Linked DNA regions of Mus musculus: region 2 is linked to region 1. A link is a contact called in public Hi-C data. All regions are on one chromosome and are shown on one strand. Each heading gives the region's core, a stretch centred on a gene start, on an enhancer-like site or on the middle of the called end of the contact. The rest is flanking DNA. Distances are from core to core; before and after follow the strand shown. Region 1 has its middle 28 kb from the start of Gm40863. Region 2 holds the start of Agtr1a (angiotensin II receptor, type 1a).

Region 1 (7,798 bases), core at 3,925-6,424:
TTCCTAGCTTCTAAGCTTCAGTGTGTGTGTGTGTGTGTGTGTGTGTGTGTGTGTGTGTGTGGTGTCTTGCATGTGCCATGTAGTATGTATGGAGATCAGAGTACAACTCTGTAGACTCGGTTCTCTCCTTCTACCTTTGTGTGAGTTCTGAGTACTTGGGTAAGGAGAATTCTGTATATTGCGGGTTTGGGGTGGAGAGATGGTTGGACCGATAAGAACTCTCGCTGCTCTTTCAAGAGGATTGGTTTCTAGCACTCACACCATGCAATGTAATTCACAACCATCTGTAATGCTAGCTTTAGAAGATCAGAAACCCTTTACAGGCGTCTGAAGGTATGTGCATGCGCGCGCGTGTGCACACACACACACACACACACAGAATGTAAATCTTTATATTTTTATTTTATGTATATGAATGTTTGCCTGCATGTGCACCACGTGTGTTCACCTTGCCCAAGAAGCCAGAAGAAGGTTTGAAACTGGAGGTAGAGATAGCTTTGAGCCGCCATGCAGGTGCTTGGAACAGAATCCAGCTCTTTGGCAAGAATAGCAAACACTCCTGACCCCTGAGCCACCTCTCCAGCTCCCAAAACAAGTCTTTTTTAAAGGAAAGCACTTCTATCCTTCTGAGCCATCCCCTTGGCTGGCCCTCAGCCTAACTTAAAATCTACACCTTGCAGTGTAGGTTTGAGAGGAAGCAATCCCAGAGTACCTCTCCTGCTTATGACCTATCTCAGCACAGGCCAGCTACCAATCATTGCTTGAATGCGATTTCTCTGAAGCGGTGTGAAGTAGCGACCTCTTGTGGCCATTTGCAGTAATTTCGATGGCTCTTGTTGAATTGCCAGCCCAGCGTTCCTTTATGGCTTGGACACTCTTTAACCTCTCTGCTGCCCCTTTTGAACTGTAACTGCTAGTGAAATGCTGAAAAAATGATGACCCCCCCCCCAGTCGCCTCTTCCTTCGTTAGTTACAAATAAAAACAGGATGGTGGGTAGACCTAAAATACCAGACGCACTGGAGGTGGCACCAGCTACAGGTTAAGGTTTATGCTTTGAGTTTGCTGTGTGACCTTGGAGAACTTGAACAGCCTCTCTGTACCCTTCCTGTTAGGTGAGTCAGTAACTCATGTGAGGGTTAAATGAGATAGTTTGAGGAACTGATTCAAAGATTTCTGCAGTGATTGTATAGTTTAAATACATCATGAGATTCTGTTGTTCTGACCTGTAAGAGGGAGAGGTAAGATGGCCACAAGTTGCTTGTGTTTTATCCTTTTATAATTTGTTACTTTGTGTCCCACTCCGAGCCTCTTCCTTCCAGGAGGGCCCTCCCCAGTCTGTGGTTGTTAGTGCTAGCTCACTTATTTGGGTCTGCAACTTTGTGGAAAGCGGTATGTTTTCTAGGTAATTCATTTTGGGTGACTGGTTTCTGGAGGGAAATGCAGGCTTTTCATAGTTCCTTTGCTGACAATTCAGTGTGCTGGTCCTGGTGGCTTGGGTACATTTCTGAACCAAGAAAGAAACTGATTCCAGGAAAATGTAATCTTTACGGTGATCTGTTAGAGGTCCGCAATAAATAGCATCCGGCTTACTTATGACAGCACAGACACCCGTGTGTTCCTGCCTGGGGTCACCAGGCTCAGCCAAGCTGTGGCTTAACTTGGCTCTCTCCCTTCCTCTTCCTGTCTCCTTCGTTTCTCAACAAAACATTAGAACCCAGGTAGAATCTGTGAGCTGAGCTGTGCTCATTAGCGTAGAGTGGTAGAAGGCGACTGGTCTTGCCATGTTATCCTTCACTTCATCTTGTTCCTTCCTCGGGATAAGATTTCTAACCCCACCCTGACCCCTGCCTGCCCCAACAATCCAGTTCCCCAAGGAGAAGAGCAGCTTCTGTTGATGGCAAAGCACAGCTCTCGCCTCAAAGCAAATAAAAGAGGCAGTGTGAAGCTAAACGGAGTGACTGCATTCTGGAATCAGGTTTCCGTTTGGCCAGGTAGCACGTTCTACTGTGGGAGGCCTCGGTGATAGACGACAATCATAAATGAAGGCGCTTCCCGAATGCATGACGGGAACATCAGGCAGGCGGCTTATGACCGACTGGGAATCTGCTGTGGGCTCCAAGACGGTGTATAATGACATTCTTAGCACAGGGGCTCATGGGAGTGAGCAGCTTTCCAAAGGTTTCATCTGCTCGTCACAGGATGTAAGGTCAGGTGCATCCGTGGGCAAACAGGGGCTGTTACAGAGGCCAGAGAGAGCCCAAGATAATTTTGTCTCTGCAACATCCCAACCCTGCTCAGCCTGCATGCTCTACCTAGCCTAGTCAGCAGAGTGGCTTCTGAGTACAGGTGCAGCTTTTATTCTGGGGACTTCAGTTCACACATTCCATTTCAGACACGTTTTATTTATTTTTTTATTTTTTTATTAGGTATTTTCCTCGTTTACATTTTCAATGCTATCCCAAAGGTCCCCCATACCCACCCCCCCAATCCCCTACCCACCCACTGCCCCTTTTTGGCCCTGGTGTTCCCCTGTACTGGGGCATATAAAGTTTGCAAGTCCAATGGGCCTCTCTTTGCAGTGATGGCCGACTAGGCCATCTTTTGATACATATGCAGCTAAAGACAAGAGCTCCCAGGTACTGGTTAGTTCATATTGTTGTTCCACCTATAGGGTTGCAGATCCCTTTAGTTCCTTGGGTACTTTCTCTAGCTCCTCCATTGGGGGCCCTGTGGTCCATCCAATAGCTGACTGTGAGCATCCACTTCTGTGTTTGCTAGTCCCGGCATAGTCTCACAAGAGACAGCTATATCTGGGTCCTTTCAGCAAAATCTTGCTAGTGTATGCAATGGTGTCAGCATTTGGAAGCTGATTATGGGATGGATCCCTGCATATGGCAATCACTAGATGGTCTATCCTTTCATCACAGCTCCAACTTTTGTCTCTGTAACTCCTTCTATGGGTGTTTTGTTCCCATTTCTAAGAAAGGGTAGAGTGTCCACACTTTGGTCTTCGTTCTTCTTGAATTTCATGCGTTTGGCAAGTTGTATCTTATATCTTGGGTATCCTAAGTTTCTGGGCTAATATCCACTTATCAGTGAGTACATATTGTGTGAGTTCCTTTGTGAATGTGTTACCTCACTCAGGATGATGCCCTCCAGATCCATCCATTTGCCTAGGAATTTCATAAATTCATTTTTTTTAATAGCTGAGTAGTATTCCATTGTGTAAATGTACCACATTTTCTGTATCCATTCCTCTGTTGAGGGGCATCTGGGTTCTTTCCAGCTTCTGGCTATTATAAATAAGGCTGCTATGAACATAGTGGAGCATGTGTCCTTCTTACCAGTTGGGGCATCTTCTGGATATATGCCCAGGAGAGGTATTGCTGGATCCTCCGGTAGTACTATGTCCAATTTTCTGAGGAACCGCCAGACTGATTTCCAGAGTCAGACACGTTTTATTTGTAATTTACAACTTGGCTCAGTTTCCCACACGCTCTTCTCATTGGTTCCCACACAATTAGAATTAGAGGAACCAAGTTTGTTTTTTAAAATAAAGATTTATTACACACACACACACACACACACACACACACACACACACACACACACAACTGTTCTGTTTATGTGTATATCCCTGCAGGCCAGAAGAGGACACCAGATCTCAGGATAGATGCTCAGTATTCCATGTGGTTGCTGGGATTTGAACTCAGAACCTCTGGAAGAGTAGCCAGTGCTCTTGACCTCTGTACCACCTCTCCAGCCTGGGACCAAGTATTTTACAGAGAGTTACTTTTATTATTTTTAAAATGTGCATGTCTGCGTGTGCCGGTGTGAGCATGTGCACCTGAATGCAGTGGTGGTAGAGGCCAGAAGAGGGCGTCGGATCGTGTGGACTTACAAGCGGTTGTGAGCTGTCCTACTCAGGTGCTGGGATGTTAACTCAAGTCTCCTGCAAGAGTGGTAGGTAGGCTTTATATTTTTAACTTTTAAATTGATTTTTTTTTTTACATTATGCACCCCAATCCCACACATCTCCTCATCTCTCCATCTCTGCACTCTACCCTTGAGATCTCCCTCACAAAAGAAAAAAAAATAATTAAAAAAATCTCACTGTGGAAGCTGCGATGTGTCACGGCCTGTCACACAGTATATACCCCTTTGCCCAAACAGATTGACTTGCAAATGTTCATTGCAGTGAATCATTGGTCTCATGTGAGGCCTCTGGCTTCTGCTACACTGTCAATACTGGATCCTCACTGGGACTCCCCTGGGATATCTTGGTGTCATCATGTGTCATGGAGATCTGCAGGACCAGCCCTTTCATGGACTCCCACAGTTCATAGATGGGGTGGAATAACTCAACCCCTGGATCTGGGCCTGGTTGGTAGCTGAGCTGGTCAGCCCACCAGCTCTGCAGTGCTCACACTATCTGAGGCAGCTCTCCTGCACCCAAGTCACTAAGACAAGCTCTCCAGCACTGCCTCAGCTCTCCTGCTACGCTGCTCAGACAGTGTGGGGAGAGCCAGCACTCCTGCCTGCCACAGACAGCAGGGGCCAGGGCCATAGCTGCTGAGCCATAGCTCCAGTTTCTGGAACTAGCTACTTATCTTCCTCTTTAAACCGGGGCATGGTTTTCCTGTGGACATACTTGTAGCAGATGATGGTATCAGGACCTGAAGCTTCAGCCTCCTTCTTGGGCCCCATTCTGATAGTGCCAAATTTGTATCCATTTCAGAAGTTATATAAAAATTTTCCTCTTGTCCTATTAATCTGAATGAATCGTATATTTAGGATTGACTCTTGGCTTTGGTAATCTTTGAACGTGGCATAGTCTCTGCCGAGAAACAGAAAGGCCATGCACTTTCTGAACTGCGTTTCTTTGTTACACCGACACCATGCTGAACATTCAGCGATGAGTTACAATGCTTTGTTTGAGAAACGGTGCCAGGAAGGATCTAGAATGGGGATGTGAGACAGAAGAAGCTCATATGGCATAAATTAATTGGTAAATTACCATCGTGTCAACCCCCTGCCCCTGGGGTTATAAAAGCCGAACACCTGCCAAGGAGCAGAGACGGTGGAGTACCAGAGAGCAGTGTAGGGAGCCCCAGGGCAGCAGCTTTCCTGTGTCAGGGACAGAGATCACCATAGCTGGTGCACCCAAGCCTTGATTGCTGAACCGCTGTGCTTGCTGGGCTTCCCTCCAGGGGCATCATGGGGAAGGTCGTAACTCAGTAAAGACAAGTCACTGGAGCGCACGCCTTCGTCAACCTTCTGTCTAGTCTCCTCGAGCACCGTCAAGACCTTGTACACCCAGAATGTGACCACACGCAGCTTTACTTGGGGACAGGAGAACGCTCTGATGACCTTCTCTTTCCTCTAACAGGAAGGACTGCTAGGAGGTCCTGGGTTTTTTGAGTCTTTGAATTTAGCAGATGCCCTATCAGTGGTCAGGGTTGCCACCGTCAGTGACAATGTATAAACACGGGCTTTCCTCGGTAGTCATAGAGAAGAATAAAACACAGTCTCTGGGATAGCAGGCCACCAATGCATGATCTGGATCAGACGTTGAGAACACACAAAGCACAATGAGCAGTAAGTGCACTCTGCAAATACAGGACCTGTGCCTCACACACAGAAAATCCAATTAGAAAAGATTACAGAGACTGGAGGAGCTGTTTCAGGTTGTGGGGACTGAGAGTGACAGGGCAGCGTGTAATCTGGCTTAGATCCTGGACACAGACTTGGTTTTTTGTTTTTGTTTTTTTTTTTAATCAAGGGAAATGAATGGTAGGATAACTGGAAAATTTTGTAACAGTCCTATAATTAGATTTTTACATAAATCTTTATTCTGTGATTTTGCTTATTATATTGTGGTTATCAAAAATAACAACTTGTCTGAACATAATAAAATATCTAGGTGCAAGGAAGGCATTTTGTGTGGAACTCACTTTCAAATAGAAAATGTTTTATATATAGTATATATATATTTATATATAAATGTTTTGTATATTATAAAATAGAAAGATGAATCGAATAATAAAAATTATGAAAAAACTACCACTTGATATTATCATTTGATATCACCATGAAAGAGCTTTGTAATGCACCTTTTCCAGTTTTATTCAAGTCAAATTGCCTCAAATTTTATAAAAAGAGAGATTGTTCAGGGTGTAGAGAGAGAAGTGGTTAGAGAGAGGACCAGAGAATATGTGTGACAACTTGTTTGTTGACAGCAGGCATGGAGACAAGTGATGGATCCAGAATTATCCAAGACACGAAATAGAAGTTGAGAATGAGCCAGGGCTGCTGGGTAATGGCCATTCCTTCACCGATCAGGGAGGGCAGTGATGCAGGCGGACAGGGACTGTCATTGGATTTAATTTGGTATGATCTAAATAAGCTGCTGCCAAGAGTTTAAGTGAGTTGCTGAAGTGGACGAGATTTGTAGTTCCACAGCATAAGGATAAAAGTTTGGGGCCATTCAGTACGCATTTGGGAGGATGGAGGCAGTTGCTTAAGAAAACATCAGAAACAGAGACAAGAGTAAGGAAGCCCGGTTTTTGAAGTTGTAGGAAAGAAAACAAATGTAGAGTATGAAGAATAAAAACGGAGAAGCAACTTTAGGGGATGCATATGGTATAAAGGCCCTAATAGGATATTCTATGTAGTTTTATGGACAATGTAGAGGAAATGCAGGTGCTGGTTTAATTTCCTTATTGCTCATCAAATGCCTGGCAAGAAGCAACTTCAGGCAGGGAGGTTTTGCACTGGGAATGTTCACCACGGTCTTCAGGCACTTAAACATGAGGTCTTCAGCAGGGGGCGCTGTTTGGGGGAGGTTTGGGTGGGGCAGATTCGATGGAGGAAGTACCTCACGGAAGTGGGGGCTACTTTTGAGAGTAAAATGATTCAGCAACTTCCGGTTTGCTCTCTTTTCCTCGTGCTTGCATTTGAGGGCGTGAGCTCTCGGCTTCTTGCTCTAGCCTCCGTGTGCCTGTTCTAGTACATGCTGCATGTCGCCGTGTTTCCTTGCCATAATCAACTCTCATCCCTCTGAACTGGAAATAAACTCTTCTCAAGTTGCCTTGATTCTGGTGTTCTAGCAAAAAAACAGAGAATTAACTAAGAGGGGAGGAAGGATTTCTTTTGGCTCACCATGGCAGGGCCGCTCTTAGCTAAGGTGAGGGATGTGAGTCTGCTTAGGGGCAGAAGTGTTTCTTGGCTCACATGCAAGTCCTAGTCCACTGTGGTCTATAGCATAGGGACTGACCTAACTGGGCAGATGGGGGAAACAACAGACACGGAGGCAGTGAAGCTGGGATCCAGTGCCTTGGGCGGGCTTGTGAGCTGTTGGAGACTCAGCAGCAGCTTCTTGGAAACTCCAGGCATTTGTTATTTACAGCAGCAACCACGAGGAGACAGGTGAGTTAATCTAAGTAGGGCATCTTTGTAGGGAGTCTCAGGTTGCAGTCCTGGGGAGGGAGGAGGAAGCCACAGCTGACGCCCCCCCCCCCCCCACTATCCACATCCACACCCTGAGCTGGCTTTGTGGTTCCGCTAAGCCTGACCCTGGGAAGACCTTGCCACTCACATGGGTCCGAGGCATTGGGGTCTTTGATATGACCGTGTCCATGTTAATAATACACAGCCCCCCTGGACTTCATCTGTTCTCCACAACAATCCATCACTGAGGGAAGTCAGAGAAAAAAATCAAGCAAGAATTCGGAGAGCACGGAAACTGTGCATTCTGGTTCCTTCCCTCTCCCCCTCCCCTCCCCTTCCCCCCCCCCT
Region 2 (7,798 bases), core at 3,177-5,676, 72 kb after region 1:
CTGGAGATGGAGACATCCGGGTGAGGGAAAGAAGCCTGCCAGGTACTTCCAGCCAGCTCTGGTGCTGCAAAACTTCAGGACATAACCTCCTGAATTTCCGTTTCTCACGTCAAGCTTGTTCCAACTTCTGTGAACACACCCACACAGACTTCAGCAGTGCCGGGGGATAACCTCCTTCAGCTGCCTTGTGAGTTGAATTGAGTGCCACAGGGAGCTAGAAATGTTCCCAACTTCTATATCTTTCTTAACTCTTGTGTTTAACTTTTTATTGTGTTGATTCAGTGTGTATGTGTGTGATTAGGTGTGTGTGTGTGTGTGTGTGTCCCACTGAGCCCATCTAGCATTGCTAGTATGTATGTGTGCTTAGGGCTGACCTATCAGGTCACCCCTGGAGAAAATGGATTCTCTTCTCTCTATAGCCATTGAGCCCTTAATTGGAGGTGGGAGCTGCTGGAATCTCTCACTTTATGTTGGCATGCTAATTGGGTTTGCCATTATGCAGGTCTTGTTTAGGACCATATTGCATCTCTGAGGTAACCACCATCTGCTGAAAACAGAGCTTCTTTGATGAGGAGTAAGTGCTAGACTTATCTGAGGGATAAGGTTCATATTTATAATACACTTAGGAACTGTATTGATTAGAACAATGACAGTAGTAGGTTCTTCTCTTTGGTCTGTGATGTCTCCAGCCACCAGTAGTAGTTGGCAAGGCACAGTAGCAGGCATGCATTTCTTCCTCTGGCATGGGCCCTAACTTGAATTAGGCAGCTATTGGTTACCCCAAGATAAAAGTGCCGCTGTATCTGGCCAGTCCAGCCATTGTGGTTCATGGGCTTTCCAGTCTCTCCCTTGGCAGCCTGCCTATCACCTTCTGACATTCTGTGAGCAAGTCCTTAGGCTTGCAGGTCAGTTCCAACTCCCGTGTCCAACACGTGTGGTGTATTCAGAAACGGTCTTACCTTTGAGTTCTGGAGAACAGCTAAGGGCATTGCCAACAGCCCAAATTGTTTTGGAAAACAACATAAACGATTTCCTATGGTTAACACTAGAGTTATGGCAAGGTAGTGTATGGCTCTTGTGAAAATCATTATCACCTCATGTGGCACAACTCAGTTAAATGTACACACACACACACACACACACACACACACACACACACACACGCACACACACACACACACACACACACATATTTTAAACACTCTTGCTGTTATTTCTTTCTCTTTCTTCCCTCTCCCTATATATTACCCTTCCTATTGTCCAGTATAGGTCTCCCTCATTTTCTCCATTTTGTAACACAGATCTCCTCTTACCCCCTCTCTAGGGTTTCTCCTCCCCTCTGCTCACAATCTCCTTCTGTTTTCCTGGTTTTCTGGGGATACTTCACGTTACATCTGGGTTGCCTTACCCAGTGTAATACTTTCTAGCTCCATCCATTTAACGTACAAATTTCATGATTTTACTTTACATTTTTAGAGTTGGGTACTGTTCCACTGTGTCTGTGAACCACATTTCCATCATCTATTCATTAGTGGAAGGACATTTAGGCTGTTCCTGTTTCCCAGCTATAATGAATAGAGTGGCTATGAACGTGGATGAGCAAGAACAGTGGAGTAGATGGCGGGTCCCTCGGGATTATGACAAGGAGCATTGTAGCTGGGTCACATGGCAGATGGATTTTGAGTTTCAATAATTTTCCACACTAATTTCCATATTGGCTGCATCAGTTCTCAATCAAAAGTCCCCCCTTTCCTGCATCCTCAATAACATTTGCTAACACCTGTTTTCTTCATCTTCACTATTCTTAGGGCTGTAAGATGGAATCTTAGACTAGTTTAATTTTCATTTCTCTGATGGTTAAAGATGTTGAACATTTTATAATATATTTCTTAGCCACTGTTATTTCTTCTTTAGAGAACTCTGTTCAGATCCAGAGGCCATTTTTAAATTGTGTTTTCTTGACTTTTTTTGTTACTTATATATTTTGGAAATTAATCCTATAGTTAAATAACTTAAATATATATTATGTGTTATGTGTTAATACATTATGTTATGTCATATGTCAAATGTCATAATTATATATCATGTTATAGTATATGCTACATGTCACATGTTACATGTTAAATGTCATGTTATATACTATATATAATTCATATGCATGTTATGTATAATAATATAATTTATATGCATATCATATATAATTAAATAGTTTATATATTCTGGAAATTAATGTATAGCTGGAAAAGATTCTTTCCTACTCTGTGGGCTTCCACCTCACTCAGTTGGCTGATTCTGTTTCTCTCCCTGTGCAGAAGACCTTTAGTTTCCATGGGGTCTCATTTGTCAGTTGTTGGCTGTAGTTCTGGAGGGAACAGAGTTCAGGAAGCCCTGTCCCGAGCTTGTCTCCTGTAGGGCGCTGCTCCTGTTATCTTCCAGCAGAGTCTTTGTTCCAGGTTTCATAACAGAAGACCTGCACTTTTAAAAACTGAGTTTATATCTTTGCAAAGATTCAACCAACATGCCTGTGACTTTTCACAATGCCAGAATTTATTGGATAACAATAAATTCACAAGGAATATTGACTTTGTAAGAATCAATTTGCTAAGGAGTGTCCAATTCCTTGATAACCTGACAAGGCAAATGCAGAAACACAGACCCTTTTATTCCAATCTTACCTATGAACATTAACTTTCAGATTATGCACTATACATCACACACACACACTATACACACACTATATATACACACACATATATGTAATTTAGACATCGGCTACATAGCATTGAAGAGTATCTAATAGGACTCAGGGAATTGCAAAGATGCTTGAGAAGCAGGCAGCTAAAGGGGTCAAAAGGGGCCTCTATGGTAATGAGATAACCGCTGCTGGAGGTCTGCTGCTAAAAGTCAAGGTTTGAGCTGAGCCACTGGCAGAGGCTTTAGCAGCCAAGTGCAGGACTCAGCCCTGGAGACAGTTTCATGTCAGGTAGAGACACACAAGTGGGCATATGTGTCACTTCAAATAGAACAGCCACATCATAGCAGAGACTGAGCTAAGTTGAAGCCTCTAGGAGGGCTGGGCACTCTGTGACGCACACAGGGTGGAAAGATAGGGCTTCTTACCCCTGAAGCCTTAGGGCTTCTTCTCTTCATGGGGCTCAGGTGAGAGAGCTGCACCCTTTTCCAGTCTTGCCAGTCCAGTGTGCTGTCACTCCTGGTTTCCCAGATTTGATATTAACCTCGGCGTGTGTGGCTATAGTCTCCATTTACTTCGATTGTTTTTTAAGTAGCGGGGCATGGGGCGTGGGGTGGGGGTGGGGGCTTTCTGCCTTAAGAAATAAATTGTTAATCTATCTGTGCCATGTAGCTGGTGACAGGCAGATGATGTTTATGTGCACATCAAGGTGCGAATTCTACTTCTGCATTTTCACTTTAAGTGGAGTCAATGCTGCTTGTAAAATACAAACTCTGCAGTCGAAAGCCATTGTTTTGCACAATGTCGAGTAATTCAGAGCAGGGCACATCATGGTCTCAATACCTTTATTTTTCCACTGGATTTGAATCGCTAGCACTTCATTAGGATTTGCATCTCCATCCATAGAAGCTGTTAGTCTGAAGTTGGCTTGTACTGTGTTGCCTGAGTTTGGTATCAGAGTAATTCTGGCCTCGTGATACACTGCAGAATGTATTTCCCCTTTCCTTTCCTTTCCTTTCCTTTCCTTTCCTTTCCTTTCCTTTCCTTTCCTTTCCTTTCCTTTCCTTTCCTTTCCTCTCCTCTCCTCTCCTCTCCTCTCCTCTCCTCTCCTCTCCTCTCCTCTCCTTTCCTTTCTCTCTTTCTTTCCTTTCTCTCTTTCTTTCTTTTCTTCCTTCCTTTCTTCCTTCCTTCCTTCCTTTCTTTCTTTCTTTCTTTCTTTCTTTCTTTCTTTCTTTTTTTCTTTCTTTCTTTCTTTCTAATTTAGAATTGAGTTCATTTTGTTCTCAAATATTTTGTGCTATTTTTTTGGCAGTCTGTTTTTATTTTAAAATAAATGCAGCTTGAGCCACGTGTAAACTAGGAGGAACTGATAATCTTTTATTTTACAACTCTGAAATTAATCCATGCCATATGTAATCCACAGCACAGGCCTCAAATTTTGAGTCAGCCACAGCGAAGAAAGGGAGTTCCTTAATTCATCCTTAAAATTTTTCCAAGATTTTTTTTTTCTTCTTTCTAAGTGAAGCATTTATCTTGGAGTCAGTTCATGTGGCCTTACGCCCACCTCCCTCCATCTTCAACACTTCAGGCTGGGATGTGGGATTCAGGACCAGCTGAGCTTGGATCTGGAAGGGCACATCGGTGACTGGCAGCAGGGAAGACTCCGTCAGAAACTGGAGAGGGAGAGGGTTGGACAGAGGGTCTCGGGGCGGGGCGGGGCGGGGCGGGGCGAGGGAGGAGTGCAAAGCCTTAGGGTTGGAACCTGCGGAGTAGCAACGTCCCCCTAGGCTATAAATATGGAAGTGCCTCGCTGCTGATCGCCAGGCAGTTGGGAGGGACTGGATGATGCTGTCTGGCCGGAGAGGACTCGAGGCTTGAGTCCTGGTCCACGGGTCGCTGGGGTGGGTCGCTGGGGTGGCTGAAGCCAGTACCAGCTCTGCGGCTCTCCCAGCTCTGCTGCTCTCCCGGGTGAGTCCTAGCCCAGGCGTCCCGCCAGCGTGGTGATCAGGGGCGGGAGTGGGTAGGTTCCTTGTCACCACATCTGAATCTAGAGTACTGGGCACGGAGGACCCGGGGGACCCAGGGGAGCGAGCTCACTCCCGGCCAGCGGAATGAGCCTGGAGGGGGCTGCCCTTCACCGGATCAGGTGGGAGGAAAGTGCGCTCGTTTGCAGCGTGGTCCAAAGGAGTCATAATGTTTTGATCAAACTCTTCGAGTACAGGCTAGAAATCTACAGAAATGTGAGGCAAGCAAGTCAGTTTTCCGCCGTGCTTTTAAATAACTGTTGTATTTTAGCTGTGACCTGAATTTAACCGTAGCCTGTATGACCGCGGGGCCAAAATCTGAAGTTGTGCTACTTTGAGCTTAAGTTAAGATTGTCCCCAGCCTCACCTTTGTTTGCCAATGACCCTGCACTGCCTTCTCTCCTTCTTCTCAGTGCGGGTTCTACTAGTGGATCATCAGTATCACATAGATGGTAGTGGGGCCAAACGCCATAACCACAGGTGTTCCCAGCCAAGCTTTGATACTTCAGTCAGAAGTGGGGAGAAGCTGGTGGCTGCATCTCAGCAGGCTGTCTTGGCCTGTAGTCCTCACTGGATTTCAGTGGCTCCGATTCAGTACTGAAGCGAGCGAGCGAGAGCAGGGCTCTCCACTCTTCTACCTCATTTCACTTTCTTGAGAAACCTTTAGGCCAGTGTCTCCGCAACCTCAGACTATGGTGGTCTCCAGAAAATTTAAGCCAATCCTGCTCAAGACTTCACCTGCTCCCTGTCTTTGGTTAAGCACAGGAGAATAGGCTACGGGTGTCCATGTTTGCCCATGTCCTTAAGCATAAAGACCCACCATCAACTCCAGGGAGACGTCTTTTTTTTTTTTTTTTTTTTTTTCAGGAAAATTTGGGCACTCTGTGTGCCCTGAGGTCTCATTTGGAAGTCGACAACATTAATTTCCTCCTGTGTCGTTCCAGGAAAAGAGAGAGAGAGAGAGAGAGAGAGAGAGAGAGAGAGAGAGAGAGAGCAGCCTCACAGCCTGCTCTCTGCAGTCAGTAATCATTGTTTCCCTTTTCAAGGTACTTCATTCCTAAAGCGATTTTCTTGAGAGTTACCGCCACCGAGTCCCTGTATTTATTGCCCCTAAGCAAAAGCCTTAACCCACTTTACAAATATAAGGACTCCAAGAAGCTTGTTTTAGTGTTTTATCTCCTTGGTTTAACCACAAACAAACAAACACTACCTGTCCTGTTTGCTTATCTCGGAAGTCTTTTTGGAGCCATTAAGGCCCCACTTGGACGGTCACTTCTCCATCAATTTCCTGCTAATGCCCAGGAACCCTCCTTGTTCTTACCCTGAATTAGCTGCGCGATATTAAGAGTGCTTTTATTTATCTAACAATTCTGAGTCTCTGGTCACTGCACAGAAGGTCTCTTACAGTCTTTTAAAACCTCGATACTTTCTGGTTTTTGGTTATTGCTGACTACATAAAAGTCTAGACTGGTTACCTTATTATCCCATGATAAAAGTCTTCGAAACTGTTAACATCTCTGGTTAAATGTTTCTTAGTGAGAGGTCCACAGGTCTATCCTCAAATCACAGGTGACAATTCCTATAATGTATGATATATACTGCTTGAGGTTTAGGGAGGGGCCTCAAGTTGTAAGGTGTTAAAATTGACTGACTTTTCTGAGCCCTTCTTCTCTTCCTGGATGCCTTGTTTTTGTTGGTGGTGTTGGCTTATTTTCCCCTTTACAAGGTTTTAATTTCTAGTTTTACTCTTCCTTGGAACTCAGAGAACATCTAACTAACTAACTAACTAACTAACTAACTAACTAACTCTGCATCCACCACCTTAGAAGAGAGTGGGTTTTCTCTTATGTGAAAACCTGTTATCCAGAGATTTACAAAATGTTTGCCCATCACAGTATCTGAGTGAGGCTTGCTGAGCTCCGGTCATCTTGCCTTACCCTGGTCAGTGTAGGAAGGACACACTATGTGCCGTTCAGCTTTCTTCATTTTCTTCGTCTCCTGTCTCGTTTGGGGGGAGAATTGTCCCCTTTACTTCAGAGCATATTTTTGCTGCCTTTGACTGCTGCTACTTATGACTGTGTGGATCTTGTGTTACTAATTAACAGTAATAACTAATTTTGCTTGTGACAAGGAAAAGAAAAGTTTAATGTTATACTTATCCCAGCGTGGAGTAAGTATTTGCCAGCAAGGACTTTGAAGCATAGTTTGAATTACAGATGTGTGGCTTCTCTGTGCTCTCATGATGCCTTTTCCAAGCAGAGAGTTGAGAGCTGCTATATTTTGTTCTCAAATCTGTTCTAGGGACAGAGATCGAATTCCTTTCCCATTTGCACGTTTTGGCTTCCCAGCCCAGGCTGTTGTCCTTGAGCCTTTTATTTATCCCTGTACCTGATCCTTTCCCTGAATTTTAGGTTCTAAAAAGCAACTTCTTAATGACTTGATACCTACAGTTACTTTTAACCAGTAGTACCTAAGTGGTAGAAGATAATATTCAAATGATTTGGCAAGTGACTACTATTAAACCATTAACGACTCTAAAATATAGTGTTTCCCTTCCAGAAAAGGAATCCAAAGTGGTATAAATAAGTTTCATTAGAGTTATCACTTTAACATAAAATCTGACAAATGGGAATTCAAAAACAAAGTCTATATTTAGAACATTCATAGAGATGACAAATGGACATTGCTGTATTACCATGAAATATTTGCTGATTTTTAATTCTTTTCATAGCAGATATTCAGAAAAGAAAAATTCCTTTGCATATGAAAAATGAACTAGTGTTTCTTTTTTTTAATAACAAAGAGGTTCATGTGGTTTGAGGGCTGTAGGATTGCTTTTCTTTTTTTCCCTACTTTATTCTTATAGGTCGATTTAGAAGCACTTACTTTAATTTGCTTTTATTCTGGCTCCTCGATAGGTGCTTCCTCTAAAGGTCTTAAGTAGAATTGAGTGTTTAGAACCTGCTAGCTACTGTTATAACTCCCACACCCAAGAACATTTTCAAGGGTTTTGAAGCTCTTAGGCTCTGTTATGTTTATCATATTTAAAAGTTGGGGAAACAGATGAGCACCGAGACCTCAC

What was found. Hi-C and Micro-C count contacts between places; a contact is called where the count stands out from the background.
Region 2: a contact with region 1 is called in a Hi-C map of rod photoreceptor, with 1.6 times the contacts expected there. The contact joins the promoter of Agtr1a here to the enhancer-like site in region 1. A contact is called at or near these places in 2 of 39 promoter capture datasets (both in liver), 3 of 484 Hi-C or Micro-C datasets (liver and rod photoreceptor) and 1 of 9 other capture datasets (liver).

The regions. Positions count from the first base shown.
Region 1 is chr13:30,259,322-30,267,119 of GRCm38.p6, forward strand. No RefSeq gene overlaps it. Among named protein-coding and RNA genes, the nearest start is that of Gm40863, 28 kb to the left of the region's middle. Within about 2 kb of position 5,175, at least 10 of the 459 cell types and tissues checked have an H3K27ac peak or open chromatin away from gene starts, as enhancers often do. A contact at or near this core is called in rod photoreceptor, where this site is marked.
Region 2 is chr13:30,331,930-30,339,727 of GRCm38.p6, forward strand. Agtr1a (angiotensin II receptor, type 1a) reads left to right here and starts at 4,427. Exons shown (of 3, transcript NM_177322.3): 1 at 4,427-4,660.